Linked DNA regions of Pan troglodytes: region 1 is linked to region 2. A link is a contact called in public HiChIP or PLAC-seq data. All regions are on one chromosome and are shown on one strand. The core of a region is the stretch at or near the end of the contact, and the rest is flanking DNA. Distances in the headings are between cores, read along the strand shown.

Evidence for each region. HiChIP or PLAC-seq counts read pairs in DNA pulled down with a chosen protein or histone mark.
Region 1: an H3K4me3 HiChIP or PLAC-seq map of stem cell-derived excitatory neurons shows a contact between it and region 2, with 2.8 times the contacts expected there. The contact joins the promoter of CDS1 here to the promoter of WDFY3 in region 2. A contact is called at or near these places in 2 of 7 Hi-C or Micro-C datasets (blood and stem cell-derived neural progenitor cells) and 1 of 1 datasets of contacts at active chromatin or transcription factors (stem cell-derived excitatory neurons).

Annotation. Positions count from the first base shown.
Region 1 is chr3:45,542,386-45,545,085 of NHGRI_mPanTro3-v2.0_pri, reverse strand. It overlaps CDS1 (CDP-diacylglycerol synthase 1), which reads left to right and starts at 1,371. Exons shown (of 15, transcript XM_063809495.1): 1 at 1,371-1,903. The coding sequence starts at 1,787. It overlaps LOC104006040 (a long non-coding RNA gene), which reads right to left and starts at 683. Exons shown (of 5, transcript XR_010156550.1): 1 at 1-683.
Region 2 is chr3:45,159,196-45,161,971 of NHGRI_mPanTro3-v2.0_pri, reverse strand. It overlaps WDFY3 (WD repeat and FYVE domain containing 3), which reads right to left and starts at 1,332. Exons shown (of 68, transcript XM_001151618.8): 1 at 1,194-1,332.

The DNA of each region.
Region 1 (2,700 bases), core at 122-2,621, 380 kb before region 2:
ATCCTTTATGCAGGGTAGGGTAGTAGCCAGAGACGGAAACCCTACTACTGGCTTCACTAGCTTCTTCAGCCATTATTCTTATTATCTTCTTCACTATCAAGCACTCCTTCATTTCCGATCCTCCAAACAATTGGACAATTTATTAATGTAGTCACCCCATAGTTCTCTGTTCAGTAGGGACTTATTTTCAAATCTTCTCTGTCATTTCAGTTATCCACCCCATAAGGAACAAATTATGGTTTCTCGACATCCTTTTGAAAACGTGCAACCCAAACTAACCGCACAGCTTCAAAGATCTGTTTGGTGAGGTAAAATGATGTCTTTGTGTTCTGCTTTTCAATGCATCCTACTTTGACTTTTGGTTTTGCTCATTTGTTAGTAAATTTTCAACACTTTACTTACTTTTACCGTGTCAGTAAAGACCTTGAGGAATTTACATAGTTGATCTATTTCTATAAGGGTGCTCTCCTGAACCTTGTCCTGTGTGAAGGCCCGCCTTTTTTCTTTTTTCTCTTTGTTTCTTTTTTTTTTTTTCATTTGTTAGCTTGTCAGTAATGACCGGGTGGCGGATACATGTCAAGAAAACTAATCACCTTCTAACAGGATTAAGACTAGAATTAATGCATATCTTGTGCCCTTCCTGTTCCCGCTTTGGCAGCCCAAGGTCCACCACTGCTCAGAGACTAGCTGGAGGGCAACGGCGTCCCATAGCATCTCACACTGTGTTGGGATCCTAGGTGGTGACCTTTGTGAGATTCAGTACTGAGTTTCTGGGAGACGGCGCTGCGGTTGTGATCGGAATTGTTGGCCGACGCACCTCTGGACGCCCAGTGAGGCAAAAGCATCTCCTGTTTTCAAGGTGATGACACTGGGCTGGAATGCCGCGGGGCCAACCAGTCCGTCCTGCCAGACAAGTTTCTGGTCCAGTGAGCCTCCGACCCGCCGCGCGTGTCAAGCTGACAAGGCCGGGGAGGCGTTTGAAGGAGCAGTGTTGAGCGCTGTTAACATTTAGCGGGCGTCTTTGAGTAGCTCCTCCAGCCCTCGCAGCGGCCCAGGGACTAGCCTGCAAGTTCTCAACGCTCACTTCCAGCCCGCGCTGGCCCCGCCTCCGCCTCCCAGCTCCTCAGCCTCCTCCCGCCCCACCGCTCCCACCTTTTCTCAGGCCCCCACCTGCCAGCACGCAGAGGCGGGGGCGGGGTCGCGGGCCGGGCTCCTGACGTCACCTCACGGGGAGGCGGGGCTGTGGGAACCGCAGTGCAGCGCAGAGGGGCGGGGCCTGCGGCGCGAGACCTGGTGCGGGAGGCCCGGGCAGGGAGAAGTGTGCGGGGCCGGGACAAGCCGGCTCCGAGTCCGCCTCCGGGGGGCGGGGCGGGAGGGGCCTGCGCGGCGGCGGGAGCCCAGAGCCGCGCTAAAGCGGGTCAAGCGTCCTCCTTTTCTCCCCGCCCCTTCTCCTCCTCCTACCTGGGCCTCTGCGTGGAGACGCGCACCTGGCAACCGGAGGCCGCGTCTCCGCCTTCTCTGCTCGCGCCTGGCGCCCGGAGCCTGCCCGGGACCTCCGCCGGAGCCGCGCTCGCTGCAGGCGGCCTCGAGCGCTCTCTCGTTGATGCCGTTTTGGAGGTGACCGGCGCGGCGGCCGCTCTATGGTGGGGCCGCGTTAGTGGCTGCGGCTCCGCGGGACTCCAGGGCGCGGCTGCGAGGTGGCGGGGCGCCCCGCCTGCAGAACCCTGCTTGCAGCTCAGGTTTCGGGGTGCTTGAGGAGGCCGCCACGGCAGCGCGGGAGCGGAAGATGTTGGAGCTGAGGCACCGGGGAAGCTGCCCCGGCCCCAGGGAAGCGGTGTCGCTGCCACACCGCGAGGGAGAGGCGGCCGGCGGCGACCACGAAACCGAGAGCACCAGCGACAAAGTAAGTGGAGCCGAGAGAGGCGGACGCCGCGCCCTGGCTGGGTCCTGGTTGGAAGCGGGACACTTGAGAGCAAGGGTGGGGCCCGTCCAGCGTCAGGTGAGGCTGCACGCTGCCGGTGCACCTTCCTCCCTGCCTGTCACTGCTTCCTCCTTCTCCAGAGGGGGTCGGGACCCGGGATCCCAGTGGCGGTGCGGTTCCCAGGATGACCGCGGCCGCTGCCCAGGAGAAATGGGCCACTCAACCCGGCTTACAGTTTAGCTTCATCCTCTTCCGGTCCCTTCTTCAGGATCTGGGGCCGACGCTGGAATCAGGAGGGAACCTGTCCTCCTAGGGGCTGCGGTGCAGTTAGTAGCTGCCACCTCACCTCTCTTTTCAGTAGAGGGAACAAAGTTAGTAAGGACTAGAGACGTGCCACCGTCGGCTGTATCATTTCATTGGATCCTGACGCGGGAGGCTTGGCTTCTCGCGCTGCCCCATATGCACTTTCATTTTCTCCATCCTTTTTCAGTATGATAGATTTTGGAGGTTTTAGAGTATCATGCACGTGACATAATAGTAATCTTCCAGCTTCTTTTGAGTGCACGACAGACAGTGCAATTCTTCTGTCTACCAGTAGATTTCATATAACCCGACGTTAATTCATGAAGACTTTTCACTTCCTTTTCTATAGATTACTCTTCTTTCACATTGAAGAATAAGTAGATGCGATATTACTATCTGTTCAAAGCTAGAAAAGGAATTCGGGCGTGTTTGGTAATATAGTGGTGCAGGTAAGAACTTGTGAAGAAATGCAGTTT
Region 2 (2,776 bases), core at 83-2,582:
AATTCCTATACTTAAGAGTCTCATGATAAAGTTTTATTTTTTTAAAGTCGGATTTTTTTACTAGACTTATGCACTAATACAACATGTTTTTCTATAAATTAGCACATTTTTAGTTCTGTTTTATGTTATGTTTGTTACGTCGCCTGATAGTCGAAACCAGTTGTTCTCAACCTGCTACCAAATACCAACCTGGAAATATGCCACTATTTAAAAAGCCCGAAGAATAGGGTTTTGTTTTTCCTTTTTAATTGTTTGGTGTTCAAACTACATAGTAAACCAGTTGGCAACCATTACTGAACAAAAATAGTTTTTCGTATGTATGAGCACCATTTTCCCACAGAAAACACTTAACCATTTTTAAGGTACTGGAAGTCCATGCAAGGGTTCACATATGCAGTAAATATCCTTTCAATCTGGTTGTATCACATTGTTTCTGTGAAAGGAAGACCTGATATTGCAGATCTCACAATTAAATGGTAAAAATCAATGAAAAACTGCACCTGAGGCTCAAACACTAGCCAGATGGCCTTTGGTTGGAAAGGTCTCATCTGCTTCTTAAATCCCGCCGTAACTGTGAATGTTTGCGATGCCACCACATCCCCAGTACAAGAGAACTGGAGCATCTCTGGCTCCTTCCATAATCGAAGGGCTTCCGGCGTAGGGCGTAGGGGGAGAGGCCCGAAGCCCTGGAGACAGCGCCCGAGGGATGGAGGCCGCGCTCGGCTGCGCTCAGGTGCGGGTGGCTCCGGGAGCTGAGACCCCGCAGGATGCAGCGGGGGGGCCAGGGCCTGATCCCCTACCCCTGGGAGCCAGGGCCGCCTACGCCCCCACTGCTTCCCACAGGTAACGTCCAGCCCTCTCCTCCCCTATCCCCCGAAATATCCCGGTTCCGCTCCGCTCCGCTCGCCGCCCGTGACCCCGACCCCGACCCGTCCGCGACGGCGCCCTCCCCAGGAGGCAGCGGAGGACTAGGGCCAGGCCGCCCACCCTGGCGGCGGCGGCGGCTCCCGGCCAAGGCGGACCCTGGGGAGGACAGCAGCTGGGCCGCGGCCTGTCCCTAGGGGGAGCGGGCGCAGGGCCGCGAGTGGGCAGCGCCTCCGCCCCGCACGAACAAAGCGGCCAGGCGCGCCGGGCCGAGGCAGCACCGCCTCTCCGGGAGCGCGGGGGGCGGGGAGGATGGCGGGGGCACTCACCTGAGGGCCGGCGGAGGGCGCGGGCGGGCCAGGCCCAGGAGACGGGACCGCGGCGGGCCGGGGCTCCGCGCCGAGGGCGCACGGGCTACGGGGAAGGGGCGACCGGCGCGACGTCCGCGGCGGGGCCCGGGAGCCGGGGCCCGAGCTTGATTCTGCGGCCGCGAGGTATGGGAACCGGTCCGCCGGGCCAGGCAGCGGTGCTAGGCAGCAGGGGCAGCGACGCCGCCGCCTTTCCCTTCTCCTGCCCCCGTCCCTGCTCCGCCGCGTCCTCGTCCTCGCTGGGTCCCCGCCGCCGCCGCCTCAGCCTCGGCGCTCCTCGGGTTTCTTCTCTCCATCAAGGCCGGGCCGACCCGCAGGGACCATCCCGGAAAGTGAGGGGTTGTTGCCGTTTCCCGCAGCTGTTGGTGGCCATCTTTAATCCTCCTCCTCCTCCTGCTTTCTCCACCTCCCGCTGGCTGTCTGACTGACTGACTCTGGATCCTCCTCTTTCCCCTCCTGCTCCTCCTACTGAGCCGGCCGCAGAAATTGCAGCCGCTCAGCTTCTACCCCCTCCTGCCTTTCCTTCCTCTTTCCTTACTTCCTTCCCTTCCCTCGGCTTCCCGCTCTCGCCTCACTCTCAGCGGCTGCCTTCGCCCCTGTCTGCAGACAGCGCCGCTGGATGCTCCCAGCTGGACTTGAACCCCACTCCTCTCAGTCCCTCTCCCCACTGCCTTCCAGACGCGCCTCTTCCCCGCCCCGCGCCCCTCTCTCCTCTCCCACCCCTGCCCCTCTCCGCGGCGCTCACCCTCCTCAGTCCCAGTTTCTGAAAGGACTCAGCTGAGAAAGGACAACTGGGTTCCGCTTTCCTTAACCCTACACCCTTTAGCTGGATGCTGTCAGAGGCGATGGAGAAACGCAAAGCTGCGTTAATTTTACTCTAGCCAGAGTATAAAAGAACTGCCCACGCCAGCTATTGTACTACGCAGCTTCGAAACTCCTGCACGCTCTCCTGTGTGGCTCCCGTCCGTGATGGGACTGGAGTTGAGGAGCTCGGTCTCAAATGGTGCCTTCCGTCAGTAACCTTGAGTCGGTTGCCTAAGATTTTAGATTTTCCTTTTCCTTCCTGGGAGGGGCATTATTTATACCTTTGCAGTCCCACAAACAGTGTTTAGACCAAATAAGTATCCTTTAGTAAACCTAGAACTGCCAAGTGATCATCATTTTGCCCGTTTGTTCCTACTCAACCTAGTAGACAATTTGGGTCACGCTTCAGTTCTGGCAGTAAAGACCAACTGAGTCAGCAGTTAGGAGTGGACTCCCTTAAACAACAGAGTTAGAGTGGGGAAGTGGTCATAACATCGCTGTAATCACAAACTTGTTTTTCCTAACACTGCAATCTACAGAAGTTTCAGGATTTCCTCTAATAAACATAAGGCAAGTTGGATTTGCTGTTTTCTTCTTTTTGACGATTTTGCCTTTAGAGTTGGACCCATTTGTAATGATTTACTCGTCAATTACTCCAAGATAACAAAGTTGGAGGTAACATTGCTAACAAACACAGGTGATATATATGAGCACTTTGTGGGGGAGGGGGGGTGTCACAG